Regions from separate parts of the Mus musculus genome. Here region 1 is linked to region 2. The links are chromatin contacts, called in public HiChIP or PLAC-seq maps. All regions are on one chromosome and are shown on one strand. Each heading gives the region's core, a stretch centred on a gene start, on an enhancer-like site or on the middle of the called end of the contact. The rest is flanking DNA. Distances are from core to core; before and after follow the strand shown.

Region 1 (7,019 bases), core at 1,793-4,292, 130 kb after region 2:
ACCCCATAGGAAGACAAGCAGTCTCAACTAACCTGGACCCCTGAGATCTCTCAGACACTGAGGCACCAACCAGGCAGCATATATAAGCTCATATGAGGCCTCCAACACATATACAGCTGAGGACTACCTTGTCTGGCCTCAGTGAGAGAAGATGCACCTAAACTTCGAGAGACTTGAGGCCCCAGGGAGTGGCGAGGTCTAGGGGTGGGGAGGACATCCTCTTGGAGATGGGGGAGGTGGTATGGGGAAATGAACAGTCAGAGGGCAGACCAGGAGGGGAATAACGACTGTACTGTACAAAAAGATTAAATAAATTTAATAATAATAATAATAAGAAGAATAATTCCTGATCCTCATGCCTCCTTCTCCCAAGTGCTAGGATTACAAACTTGTTTCATTATCATTTAGATACAGCCACTTTCCCTATTTTTCTTTCTGTTGAGGCTATATTTAGCTTCTTCCCTCTGCCATTTATTCCCATCATGATGTCTCTACTCACTGACGTTCTGAAACCAATGACACCCACCAACCATGTACTGACCTTCAAAACTTCAGGCAAAGTCAATCTTCTGCTTTTTAATTCACCCATCTCAGGGCTCTTGCTATGGAAAGAGACCAGGACACAGCAGCAGCTCTTAGGTTGGAGCTGGAATGTTTCTGTCTGTCCTAGTTGCTTTGTTAATTCCCCTTGTCTCATTCACATTGGGGAACAAACAATGGCTTACAGAGAGTAGTCTGTAAACATTACACTTTTTGTCAAACCAAAAGGAATCTAATTCTTTTCAGTGGGATAGAGGCATGTTTTGACTTGCCTTAAAACTGAACAGACTCAGGCCTAAGACCTGTGTGGGTTGGAGAGCAATGAATTCCCCTTATCTACTCCTCACATGTTCATTTTAAGGCTACCATGCCCCACATCCAAGCCCCTATAGCCCAGCTAGGCAGAGCATGGTTTTTTTCCTGTGGCCCCACCCTGCTCTAGAAGGTTCTCTAGCCCATATATCTCTGTTATCCATGCAGGTGGGAGCTGGTAAATGTAGAGAGCAATATGAAGTCTGTTAATGGTTTAGTTCCAGGAAGGTCCAGGAGTAGTAGGCTTGATGGAGTTCTGGATCTTCTCTTTCCTGTTTTCTACCTCACCTCCTGGATATATCCAAAATGCTGTACATATCTGGTTTAGTGGGATTAATATCTGGCTATTGCCTTCACAGGATGATACTCATCCAGCCACTGAGAATGCACCTCCCACAGCTTCCTGCCATTTTCCTCTAAGATATATAGCTCCAACACTTACCCCCCACCCCATCTCTTATCACCTGAAATCCTAGCAGACCAAGTTTTTGTCCAACTCATTTTATGCTTTCCCTTTTGAAACACGAGGGACCATGTCTGACATATCCATCCAGGTTTGCTGGGGAGAAAGGTACTCAAGCAAGGAGAAGTTATGTCTCCACTGTGCTGAGACTGGAGAACAACACTCCAGCGAGACTCTGGAATAGAAGTCCTGGACCCACGACTTGGGGATGGGTTTCCCCTGCTTTATGATTGCAGAATGAGTCCACAGCTGAAAAGACTTACAGATTGCCACGGCAAGACACCACATCCAACCAGCCACAACAGTTTCCTATGCTTTACAGCCCATACATTTGAGTTCCCCATTGGCCAGCAAAGTCATCTCAGTCCCCACACTGAGGATGCAGGAGCTTCCCCAAACTGTGTTACTTACCATGTAAATCACCACCTATGTCAGTTCCCAAGTGCTCCACCACACAGTCCTGGGAGCCACTTGCCTCTCTGCCCTGTCCTCCTCCTCTTCTCCCCTGCTTTTCCTTTTCTCTCTGTCTCTCTGTGTCTCGTCTCTCTGTGTCTCTCTGTCTCTCTGTCTCTCTCTCTCTTTTATTTAATCCCAGCACTTGGGAGGCAGAGGCAGGCGGATTTCTGAGTTCAAGGCCAGCCTGGTCTACAAAGTGAGTTCCAGGACAGCCAGGGCTACAAAGAGAAACACTGTCTCGAAAAACCAAAAAACAAACAAACAAACCAAAAACAAACAAACAAAAAGCCCAAAACAACAAAACAAAACAAAACAACAACAACAAAAACCAAATTGCTAAAAGGACAAGAAAAGGGAGAGTAAGAAAAATTCAGTGATTCCCTTTATGGTATGACAGGTTTAAAAAGTCTTTTTTTTTTTTTTTTTTTCCAGGTTTGGAGAGATGGCTCAATGGTTGAGACCCATTACTTCTTTAGAGAAGTACCTGAATTCAGTTCCTTGCACCCATATCTCGTGGCTCACAACTGCATATAACTTTTGCTCTAGGCAAGCACAGCGGGGGGTGGCGGGGGAGGGGGGGACCCTCGATGGCGGCTTACTTCTGGGTTTCTCTCAGAAGCACAGGAGGCTTGCTACTGAAGCTTGCCTCTGCATTTTCCTTCAGAAGCCCTGCTTTCTTCAAACTCTGCTCCCCTCCCCCTGCAGCAAACGAAGGGATTCTTTCCCCCTCCTCCCTAGCCACTCCGAGAGAGGACTCAAGGAGCCACAGGTGCCACCCTGAGTGAGACAAATGACAAAACACCCCAGCTTCAGTTGTGCAGAGACTAGCACTTTTCCAGATAACCAGGTGCAGTTGGTGCCTGTCCTCGGAGAAAAGAGATGGAGAAAAGAGATTAGGGTCCCACGCTTAAATCATAGAAGAAAGGAGGTCCCAGACAGTTATGGCCAGCCATGTAACTCGTTCCTCATAGCCCCACAAAAGACAATCTTTAGGTCAGAAGAATCCCCCTGTCAGCCTCGAGCTCTACCAAATGGTATTGTGTCTGAGTTATGACTTACCTCAGCAGCCTTCCCTCCCCTTCACTCTAAGCAGTCAAAGAATTTCTAACTACCCTGTATCTAAGTGCCAAGACACCCAAGCTCGTGGTCATACTCCTGACCTATGCTGTGGGAAAGTTTGTGATCCAGGTCAAGACTCGTAATAAAGGATTCTTATGCAAAGTCGCAGTGGACACCGAGGTCTTGAGCTCTCCTGGGCTTCCTGCATACAATCTGACACTGTTTCCTGGCACCTGCAGGCACCTTCACTTATAGGCACATACCACCACATAAACATGTAACTGAACATAAAATAAATCTTTTTAAAAAAAAAAAAAGTCTATTGACTAAAATGTCCAAAGTTAATGTCTGAAAACTATTTTGACAGAAATGATTGTAATTGAACTAAACTGTTTCTGAACCCCAGAAAGGAGTGGTCTCACTCATACAGGTATGGAGGACAATCGTAGAATTAGAGGACAAGAAGAGGGGCAAGGCCAGTGAGCAAGCCTAATGCACTGCTCATACGCACCACATGTGACCAGAAATAACTTATGGGAGAGTTTATTTTGTCTTACAGTTCCAGAGAGTTAAGGATCCACCATAGCTGGGCAGAAGCATGGTAGTAAGTGGGGCAGACACGGTGGCAAGACCAGGAAGCTTAAAGATCACATCTTTAACAGCAAGCATGAAGCAGATGGAGCAAACTGGAGATGGTATAAGGCTGTAACTCTCAAAGCCCATCCCCAGTGACATACTTCTTCCTGCAAGACCACACCTCCTAAACATCTTTCCAAAGCGCCACCAACTGGAGACCAAGTGTTCAAATACCCAAGCCTATGGGGGACATTTCTCATTCAGACACGATACCACCAAGTGTTCAAATACCTAAGCCTATGGGGGGCATTTCTCATTCAGACATGATACCACCAGACACCTTATCTTCTCATCTAGAGCCTCCTGCTTTTGTTATATCTGTAGGGAGACTGGTTATTTTACAAAAGGAATACACGCTGTAAAATACTTCCCATCTCAAAAGTTCTATGAGAATGTTCCAGGAGAGGAATGCCAAAGCTACAACTCTTGAAAACAAAACAAAACTACAAGAATGCATTTTGGAGATGGATAATGTCTCATGTCATCATCAGCTCAAGACAACCTCTGATGACCAACTACACACAGGCAAGGGTCAGGTGGGCTACAGGAACAAGGGGAAAGTTTTTCATTCAAAGGGAACATTGAAAGATTTACGATAGTGGACTTAACTGGCCTCAGTGTGTTCAGTCTAGAATGACTAGGAAACTCAGTACTCACTATGAAAACAAAAGCTGACATTGAAGTCGAAGAAACTGAACAGAAAAAGTCTACTTGGTAGCAACAAAAATGTTGACTCTTTCTTTATCCCTGAGAGTTGGAGGCATTATAGGAAAATTAAGAAAGATATTTGAAAAATAGGAATAATGGTAGTTATTCTGGGATACTTACTGAATGACTCCAGCTACAAAAGATATACCAGGTACTCAAGAAGCAATGGTAGAAGTATGAAAAATTTCAGAGTCACCCTCATTCTACAAAATTTATAGCAGGGGATGGGAAACATCAGATGTCTCCACTGGGGAATTCCTAAGAAAGTGACTCTTGATGTTCAAGTTAGGTGGTGTCTTAGTCAGGGTTCCTATTCCTGCACAAAACATCATGACCAAGAAGCAAGTTGGGGAGGAAAGGATTTATTCAGCTTACACTTCCACATTGCTGTTCATCATCAAAGGAAGTCAGAACTGGAACTCAAACAGGTCAAGAAGCAGAAGCTGATGCAGAGGCCATGGAGGGTTGTTACTTATTGGCTTGCTCAGCTTGTTTTCTTATAGAACCGGGGACTACCAGCCCAGCGATGGCACTACCCACAATGGGCCCTCCCACCCTAGATCACTAATTGAGAAAATGCCTTACAACTGAATCTTATGGAGGCATTTCTTCAAGGGAGGCTCCTTTCTTTATGATAACTCCAGCTTGTGTCAAGTTGACACACAAAACCAGCCAATACAATTGACCCCTTGTCAACTTGACACACAAACACATCACTATTAAGCCTTAATTCTTACTTTCTTATTCATCCCCAAGACCTAAATAACGTTAAAAGTCCCACAGTCTTTACATATTAAAATTCCAATCCCTTTAAAATATCCAAAGCCTTTTAAAACTCAAAGTCTTTTTACAATTCAAAGTCTCTTAATTGTGGGCTCCACTAAAATATCAGGGCACAGTCACAATTAAAAGCAAAATCAAATTCTAGCCATCCAATGTCTGGGACCCACTCACAGTATTCTAGGTTCCTCCAAGGGCTTGGATCACTTCTCCAGCTCTGCCATTTGTAGCACACAGCTTGTTTTCTAGGCTCCAGCTGCCCGTACTCCACTGCTGCTGCTGCTCTTGGTGGTCATCTTATGGTACTGGCATCTCCAAAACACTGCTGTCTTCCACTGTAAATGGACTGCACTTTTACAAATAGCCTCTCATAGGCTCTTTTAATGGTACTAAGCCTCAACTTCCCTGATTGACTCCTTCAGTCCTGGGCTTTCAACAGCCACTGAGGCTGCACCTTCACCAATGGTTTCTCCTGGCCTCTCACAGTGCCAATCATCATATGCTACATCTTCACGTTTCAAAACCAGTACCACCTGGGTGATTCTTACACATTACCAAGTTCAGCTGCAGCATGAGGTACTACCGTGGCTGCCTCTGGAACACAGCTTCTCTGTGCTCTCAGGAAACACTTCCCAGAAGATTTCAACTTATTGATGCTGGTCTCTTCTTCATCACTGCTAATTTCTTAACTCCAGTTAACCAGCATCAACAGCCCCAGTAATGCAAAGGTTCTGCTTTAGTAGTTCTGGTCTCTTGTTAATCACAGCTGATTCTTCAGCCCCAGCTAACCAAAACTACAGAATCTTTACAATCAAAATAGCAATGGCCCTGATAAGAGTCTTTAATCTTCCCTCTGAAATTTCACAAGCCAGACCTTCATCATTTGCACTGCTCTCAACATTATCTTCCAAGCTCCTACAGAACATCCCACAGAGCTCTTAACACCCAATGGCTCTTCAAACCCAAAGTTCCAAGGTCCTTCCACAGTCCCCAAAACATGGTCAGGTTGTTACAGGAATACCCCACTATGCTGGTGCCAATTTGTCTTAGTCAGAGTTTCTATTCCTGCACAAAATATTATGATCAAGAAGCAAATTGGGGGAGGAAAGGATTTATTCAGCTTACACTTCCTACATTGCTGTTCATCACCAAAGGAAGTCAGGACTGGAACTCAAGCAGGTTAGGAAGCAGGAGCTGATGCAGAGGCCATGAAGGGATGTTACTTACTGTCTTGCGTCCTCTGCCTTGCTTGGCTTGCTTTCTTATAGAAGTCTACCAGCCCAGGGATGGCAACACCCAGAAAGGGCAAAGGGCCCCCTGATCACTAATGCCTCTCATGGAGGCATTTCCTCAGCTGACAATCCTTTCTTTATGATAACTCCAGCTTGTTTCAAGTTGACACACAAAATCAACTAGTACAGGTGGTGTGAGGACAAGTCAGTTCACTAAGTTTAGGATACTACCAGAACAATTCAAGTCTGCCAAAAGTGACACATGATGAAAATACACAAGGCTGGGGATTTGAAAAACCCCAAGATTTGGTCTAGATACTGAGACTAGAAGAACATATCAGAAAAGGAGAAAGTGGATGTATGTCTTTGCCTCTATTTGGCCACACCTACTGACCCTCATTCATAAGGGATATGGATGGAGGATACATTGTCTACCTCTTCCAGATGACTAATTCTACGTGAAATCAGGAACAAAAAGACTTGTAGTAAAACATTAGGGAAAACTGGGGACCGCGGGATAAATTTCAAAATCTTCCAGTCCACTCACAGAATAGCCACAGTCCTTACACAAAAATCACCGTGAGCTACCGGTTTGATCCCAGGGTCCCTACTGCTGGGAGGAGTCTGTCCATCATTGGAACACACCGTGTTGGGACTGGAGGGAGAAAGCAAAGACAGAAGAGCCCAATAAGTCCTGATGGAATGTTCTGGAAGCCTCAGAGCTGAAACGGATCTCAGGGATAACCTTGTCCGTAGCCTGTTGAATAAACATAACCTGCAGCTTAGGAAATGTTCTTGAGGACATGGGAATCCTGAAGAAAGAGGTAGTTACC
Region 2 (6,939 bases), core at 1,064-3,563:
AGCTGTACAAGATTAAATTAAGCACAAGAGAACATGAGGCAATCAGGAGACACAGTAAGCTCCAAGTATTTAAGACAGCAGAGGGGTTATAGTTTGTGTGTGTGTGTATGTGTGTGTGTGCTATGAGCAGTCATTTATCATCAAGTGTAATGTCCTGCATACAATTGCACATGCATTTACATATGTGGCACAGTCGGTTCCATGAGCATCAGTGCCAGGGTGGCTGTGACATTACCAGTCTGTAGGATGTTTGTGTTCCAGTGTCCCCTAAGAACCACTGTAACTTACGTGATTTGTCAGTGACTGAAATTTCATTATGTGGCACATTATTGTATTTTCCGTCAGCTTGTCATGCCTGAAACAGGCAGATAGCCTACCAGAGGTACTATTTAGATTGTACGTTTTAGAAGAAGACATGTTTTGACTGGGTGTCTTTGTAGGCATGTGTATTGGATGTGGCAGGCCCAGACTCCAGACTCACAGAGCTTAGTAGTAGGCTGTGTATTTTCAGCTGCTACACGTGTACTGTTTATTACGCAGTGTCAGGTGACTAATACAGGATACCAGAGTGGCCTATTTTTATTACTTCTTGGTCAGCATTTGCTACCAAGCATGACTCTTCAAAATTACTATTCTCGTTCTCCGTGAGGTTTTTATGGTGTTTCCCCTAATTTTTTCAAGAGTGCAGAAAATTACTTTACGGGGTACCTTTTTTTTTTTTTTTTTTAGCAAAAGGGTGAAGAGGAGATGTTGGAGGTGAGGGCCAGTTTGAACCAGTGGGTGTGAAATGCCGCAGCACTCGCAGCTTGAGGGGCACAGAAGGTGTGCAGGCCTTCCAGCTGGGAACTGTGTGTGCTGAGGGCGTGGTCCTGGAGGCACTGGAAGGAGTAGGAGAACTTGGTCTGTTTTAACCTGCCATAGATACCTTGCTCTCTGAGGGCTCTTTTCCCTTCCCAGAGCCCATCTACACTGTGGCCTGTGCTAGGAACCCAGGGATGGGCTTCTGCAGACTGTGCTTGCATCCACACACCCTGCCTCTGCTCCCTCATAGGTTTCAGGCCCTGCATTCTGTTGCCTTCTGTAATGAGGTCTGTTAGATTTATTACTAGTTTTAATGTCTACAAGTTAGTATAATGATAGACTAGTGCCTTTGTTTTCAGGGGTTTTTTGTTTCTGTTTTTGGATGCATACTGTTGGTCAGACTCAGGAGTGGAGGGAAGTGTTGGTCTCAGAAGCCTGCTGTCCTTTAACTCCTTCCATGTGGGTTGCACATAGGTGCACATAGGTCGCTGTGTGAGGTGGATGGTGCTCAGCAGCACACGGAACCAGGGGCTGCTGCTTCTGGTGCTGACTGAGCATAATTCCATCCACAAACCTTGTGTCTGTGTTTAGAGGGCCTGCGGGGGTTTTATTCCCTCTGTGCGCTTTGCCATTGCAGGGATTCTGTGTGGGTGAAGTCCACTCTCACCTACCAATGCTGAACGGTCGTGCTCACCTTCCTCTCTCTAGAAAGAGGAAGCCTGGAGTGTTTGATTGTGGAGTCCTGTCTGTTCCTTTCATTAGATCCCTTTTACTTTAGTGGTGTCATATTTATTGTTGTTGAGCCACTGTAGGCAACCCCATTTAAAAAGTAGAGAAATGTATTAATGTAACTTCCCATTCAGTTGTTACTGTAGGGCAACTGCCAGCATAGTCTGCTCGTGATGGACAATAAAAGCTTAGAAGTTGACATTGAGTTAACTCGGTAGGACTTTATTTTTTTCATTTAGCCTTGTTTCCACAATAGCTTAACTGCTGTTTTGTGGAAGGTATTTTTGTAGATGTTCTAGCTTGGTGCGCTGATAAGACACATTTAGGAATATCTCTTTCTGAATGTGTAGAACAGTGCTTGGCAAATAGCCCCTGGACTGAATCTGTCCCGCTACCTTTTGTGTGATCAGCCGTATTAGAACACACCCTGGCCAGGCATGGTGGTACATAACCCTAATACTTGGAAGATGGAGGCAGGAGGATCAGGGATTCAAGGCCAGCCTGGCTATGAGTCCCTGTCGCAAAGAAAGAAATACACAAAATCAAAAAAGAGAAAAAGAAGACAGCTGGGATTGGTCAGTTGCATGCTGCTTGTGGCCGCTTTCGTGGTAGCATAGTCGTGGTAGCATAGTCGTGGTAGTGTAGTGGGATTGAGTAATTGTGAGCTTGTGACCCACAAGGCCAACACACTGTGTTTTTTTCGCTCTTTCTGGAAGAAGCCTGTTCACCCTGTACGCCGGAAGTACAGATCTGAAGTGTGACAATGCTGCTTTGGAGCCTTGCCTGCCCCTTTCTTGGCACCATAGCTCTGCACTGTTTTCTGGGGCAAGAGGAGGAGGCAGCCTTCAGCAGAGGGTTTCTGAAACAGAGTGGTTCCTGGCTTATACCCGATGTCTTAATCTGTAGACTTGCTTGTTTCTTCATGGAAAATTTGAGGTAAATTTCAAAGTATTATCCTGTAGAAACAGAGGGCAACCTGTGTGCGAGCACTACAGATATAGCACCCGTGACCCCCGCAACCACAACTGAAAAGTAAAAGGAAGCAGACAGATTTTAGTGGTATGTGGATGAACCCAGTAGAACCCATGTCATGCCAACATATAGTCAGCGTGTCAATTTACTACATTCCAACCCCCCCCCCCTTTTTTTTTGAAGACTGCAGCGTTCCCCCTGTTATGTGTCTTACTCTGTAGCACGTCACAGCTGGAATAGCCATATCCTGAGGAAGCAAGCCCCCATAGTAGGCAGCCCCATCCTCTGATACCAGCTGGCTGGCCTATATAATAGTCACCCCCAATGCAGACTGCAGGACTGGTACATTCCTCCTAAGTTATGAGCACTTGGCTCAACAAGACTGCCCCTCCCCGGCCCCCTTTCAGATGCTAGCTGCAAAAGAACCGCCGCTATTTCTGACTGATCAGTTAATCAGTTAATAAGTTCCCATGCCTTCCTCTTCCTGTTCATGAATGCCATGCGACAGCTGCCAGGACTCAGGAAAGGCCCCGGGTCTACCTGCAACACCACATTTTGCAGAAGTCAGTTACTGCTAGTTTGTTAGGGGACATGCAATTCAGGAATGGCAGGGGACAAGGATGCACAGGCTGTGTGTGGCTGGGGCAGTGAGTGGCTCCAGAGTTTTTACAACCTTTCCAGTTTCCTTCAGAAAATCACCCCAAGGGGCTCATTAACCAGGGAGTCCCCAATCCAGTGTTTAAGAGTTAAGACCCAGTTACTGTTCATCTCTCCTCTGAGCAAGCAGTGGAGGCAAGATCGAAAGACCCCCATATTATGTCCCATCATACGCACAAGTTCAGTCGTGGCCTTTTGTGGCCCAGGATCAACTATCACTCTGGAAATTCTGAGGTTTTCTGGGAGCTCTGTCTGGAAGCCTAGAACACTGCCCAGAGATACTTTTTTGTATTATTTCCATGACAGGGCAGCACTAACTCAAGGCCCACCCATCCCCACCCCTTCCCCAGCTGGCAAGACCTATTTAAAACACTTCTCTGTGAGCAGCTGAGGCTTGCTTATTTTCCATTCTCCCTTGCCCTTGTCTGAGTAATTGTGAATCTCACTGCACTGGTAACTCCCCCACATCTTGGTTCTCAGGAAGCAAATGCAGGAAAATATAGTAACATTACTAGGGATCTTTAAGCGTAGCATTGTGACTGTGCTCACAATAACTTGCTGAAGAATAACCGAGCTGTGGAAGATAAGTTTCCCTGTGGGCTTTCCGAGAAATAGGTTATGTAGCTAAAACTCTCTCCATCCTGCCCACTGTCCTTGTGGACGGTGCGCAGAGCAGACTGACATGGGAGCTTGTCTCATAACCGTAGCGCTCTGGATCTGCTCGGCCTCATCTAGCCAGGTTTGGTGGATAGGGTGTGTGCGTCTAGGTGCTGCTGGTAATTAACGTAGCAGAGGGTTTTGAGTTCTTAGTGATGTCTTTAGCCTCTCTTTGCCTCCTGTGGTGCTTCTGCACGGCGTTGTTTTACCCCACATGTTGGGAATAGAAGCTGGGGCCTTGAGTATACTTGGAGGAGAACGCTCGATCACTAAGCTACACTCACTTGGCGTTTTAATGTTTATTTTTTAGGTTTTTTTAATATGAAGCTGCATTCAGGACTAGGAGCCAGAGCTCTGTCTCAGATCTTGCCCTCTTCAGTCAGCCTGTATCACGTAGATTGTTTCTTGATCCTTCTTCTCTAGGAGAGAAGGTCTGTAGATGGATAGTTACAATATGGGTAAGGTTGGGTAGAACATTTGTTTAACTTGCGTGAGGCTCTGGGGCCCAGCTCTAGTGCCACACAACAAACCCCAGAGCAAGACAAGCAGAGCGGTGCCTTGTGCCGAGCCTTATTTAAGCCTTTTCACAGGAATGGTGTCGCAGTAGAATAACCGCTATGGAATTAAGCGGATCCTGGCCGCTAAAGGGGTGTCTGAGAGGTTTAAGCATTTCCTACTCTGAGCATGTCTTTGTACAGATGCTTTAAAACTGAAGAGGGTGGCTGATGGCCTCTGAGTGTCTTAACAGCTTCAGGAGGAAACACACTTGGTACCTCCTCTTATGGCGGACATTCTTATGAAGGGTCGCACCTGTACCTGCCTTCTACTTTGCTAGTGGGTGAAATACACAGCGTGGTTGTTTCTAGGTAATTAAGAGGCTGGAAACTTACACCGTATGTGAGTGTGTTTGTGTAAATGATGGTATTTAAAATAGTGTCAGTGGAAGCAGGGGGCTTTAGAAGCAGAAGGTTAGTAGATCTGCTTTAGAAAGAAAGGCCAAGGGTCTCTAAAACGGTCCTGACATAACTCAGAATTAGACTGCCTGTGGTATCAGCAGGCAATAGTGCCTGGGATGTGGACAGCAAGAGTAAATTGAGTTGTTACTAGTGGTGTGTGTGTGTGTGTGTGTGTGTGTCTGTCTGTCTGTCTGTCTGGGTGGGTGGGTGAATATGCATACCTATGTATGCCCAGGGGAGGCCAAATTCAATGTCAGACATCTTCCCAGTTTGCTCTCCACGGCGTCTCACTGATTGGCTAGACCAGCTGACCATCAAGCTCCCAGGATCCTCCCATTCATGCTGTGCTTTCTCCAACACTGGGAATTTAGGCATGTTCCATCATGCCTGGCCTGGGTGCTAGGATCTAAGTCAGCACCTTCTTTTTGCTCAGCAAGTACTTTACCCACTGAGCCATTTTTTTCCCCCCTGGCTTGTGAATTAGTTTCCATTATTTTAAATATGGAGATGTTTAGCAGGTTGGTAAAAATATTTTTGGTCTTTTAAAGTAGTTCAGCTCTTGAAGGAAGTCATTCTAAGGAGTAGTCTGGGCTTCACGCGCTGGCCTGGCATCTGATATGCTTCTCGACCGCTCGTTATCAGATCTGCTGTTAACACTGTGATTCTGCCGTTTTATAACTGATCGTTTCTAGTAAGAAACGTGGGGCCTGGTTTGGACAGATTCTTCAAGAGTACTTTCACTCTTATTATGCCCCTTAGGTAGAAACCAGTATTTTGTTATGACTAAAAGAAAGTTTTTAAAAGCTAATATTTCTAAAAAGGAGGCAGTTCAGGTTTTCTTAGAGTCCATAAACCTTTCTAGAAAAAGCTGGATACCTAGCCATTTTCTTCTGCCCAAAGTCAAAGTCTTGGTCTCAAGGCTGTCTTTCTGCTCTTGGACCTACCTGCCATTCAAATCTGTATTTTTTTCCCTACAACTGTTCCCAGAAGCCCCCAGGGCTTTGACTTCCCCTGTCCATGGGCACTCTCAGGACTACCTATCAGTTCCCCTTCCCTCAGTTCAGGCTTGTAAGATGTCTGGGAACTCCCTCACCGCCCAGTGTTGGGGAACTTCGGCTTATAAAATCCCCCTTTTCATTCACTCTACTGGAGGCAGAGGAGAGGCATGCAGGCAGATGCTGTTAAGGATGGCAATGTGGTGGCCTGGGGAGGCTGAGTGATTCATTCTGGTATCTTCCCAGTAGCCTCTCAGAACCTCTTGGGAGTACTTGCTCTTTTTAATCCCTAGTTTGGAAACCAAAGCCTTACTTGGACTGTTGACTTTGACCTCCTCAAGACTCAGCTCCAAAGTGAGCTTGCATACTTGGTCCCAGAGGGGAACACACCCAGCTTTTGCATGCATAACACAGGACCCTATCATCTGCCTGTGTTTAATAAGTAGAAGGCTGAGATAAAGGATCGCATTTGTTGTGTTTCTCCCTGGGACATTGTTCTTTCATTGTAACCCTACTTAGACTTCATCTTTAGCTATGGACCATGTTTCATACCAACTCTTCCAAGAGTGACCTAATGTCTCCTGTCTGCGTTCCCTCTCACTCAGTACTGGGACTGGCCAGTGCACTGGGCAGTACTGGATCAGGGCTTGCATGTCACTCTTGGCTTAGCATACAGTCATCAGTGTAGAGGAAATGCATAGGACAGTGACAAAAATATTGCCTCAGAACCTGAGACTTCTTGCCCTCTCCTGCATGCCAGACTCCTAATCCCACCTTCTGGCGTTGTCCTGACTGCCTCTGCTGTCATCTCCTTGTCCCAGTGTGGGACTTCCCCTTCCTTTCAGTTATTACAAAGGCTTTCTTCTTAACAAGCTTTCATTCCATCTCATTTCTTCACCAACAAATTGTTCCCTGCTCTAAGCAGATCTGCCCTCTCACCTAAGTGAGGAGTTCCTGTTTTCCTCGGGCCATTGCCTCACTCAGGAGTGTTTGCTCTGCCTCACCTCTGTGTTACTCTGCGCTGTACCTGGAGCCGCTGGGGCAGGTAACCAGTTTGAATAGAAGTGCTCCAGTGGCTTGGTGGCTGACACAGTCTGAATCACCTGAGGAGCCTCGATGAGGAAATGTCTAGATTAGTGTGACTCGTGGGCTGCTGTGAAGGATTTTCTTAA

The links. HiChIP or PLAC-seq counts read pairs in DNA pulled down with a chosen protein or histone mark.
Region 1: a contact with region 2 is called in an H3K27ac HiChIP or PLAC-seq map of double positive thymocytes, with 8 read pairs. The contact joins two enhancer-like sites. A contact is called at or near these places in 1 of 15 datasets of contacts at CTCF or cohesin (CD8 T cells), 2 of 484 Hi-C or Micro-C datasets (double positive thymocytes and nephron progenitors), 1 of 115 datasets of contacts at active chromatin or transcription factors (double positive thymocytes) and 2 of 9 other capture datasets (adipose tissue and pancreatic islet).

The regions. Positions count from the first base shown.
Region 1 is chr1:43,598,754-43,605,772 of GRCm38.p6, forward strand. No RefSeq gene overlaps it. Among named protein-coding and RNA genes, the nearest start is that of Gm38628, 78 kb to the right of the region's middle. Within about 2 kb of position 3,043, at least 14 of the 459 cell types and tissues checked have an H3K27ac peak or open chromatin away from gene starts, as enhancers often do. A contact at or near this core is called in double positive thymocytes, where this site is marked.
Region 2 is chr1:43,465,563-43,472,501 of GRCm38.p6, forward strand. All of the region lies in intron 1 of Nck2 (non-catalytic region of tyrosine kinase adaptor protein 2), which reads left to right. Among named protein-coding and RNA genes, the nearest start is that of Nck2, 23 kb to the left of the region's middle. Within about 2 kb of position 2,314, at least 74 of the 459 cell types and tissues checked have an H3K27ac peak or open chromatin away from gene starts, as enhancers often do. A contact at or near this core is called in double positive thymocytes, where this site is marked.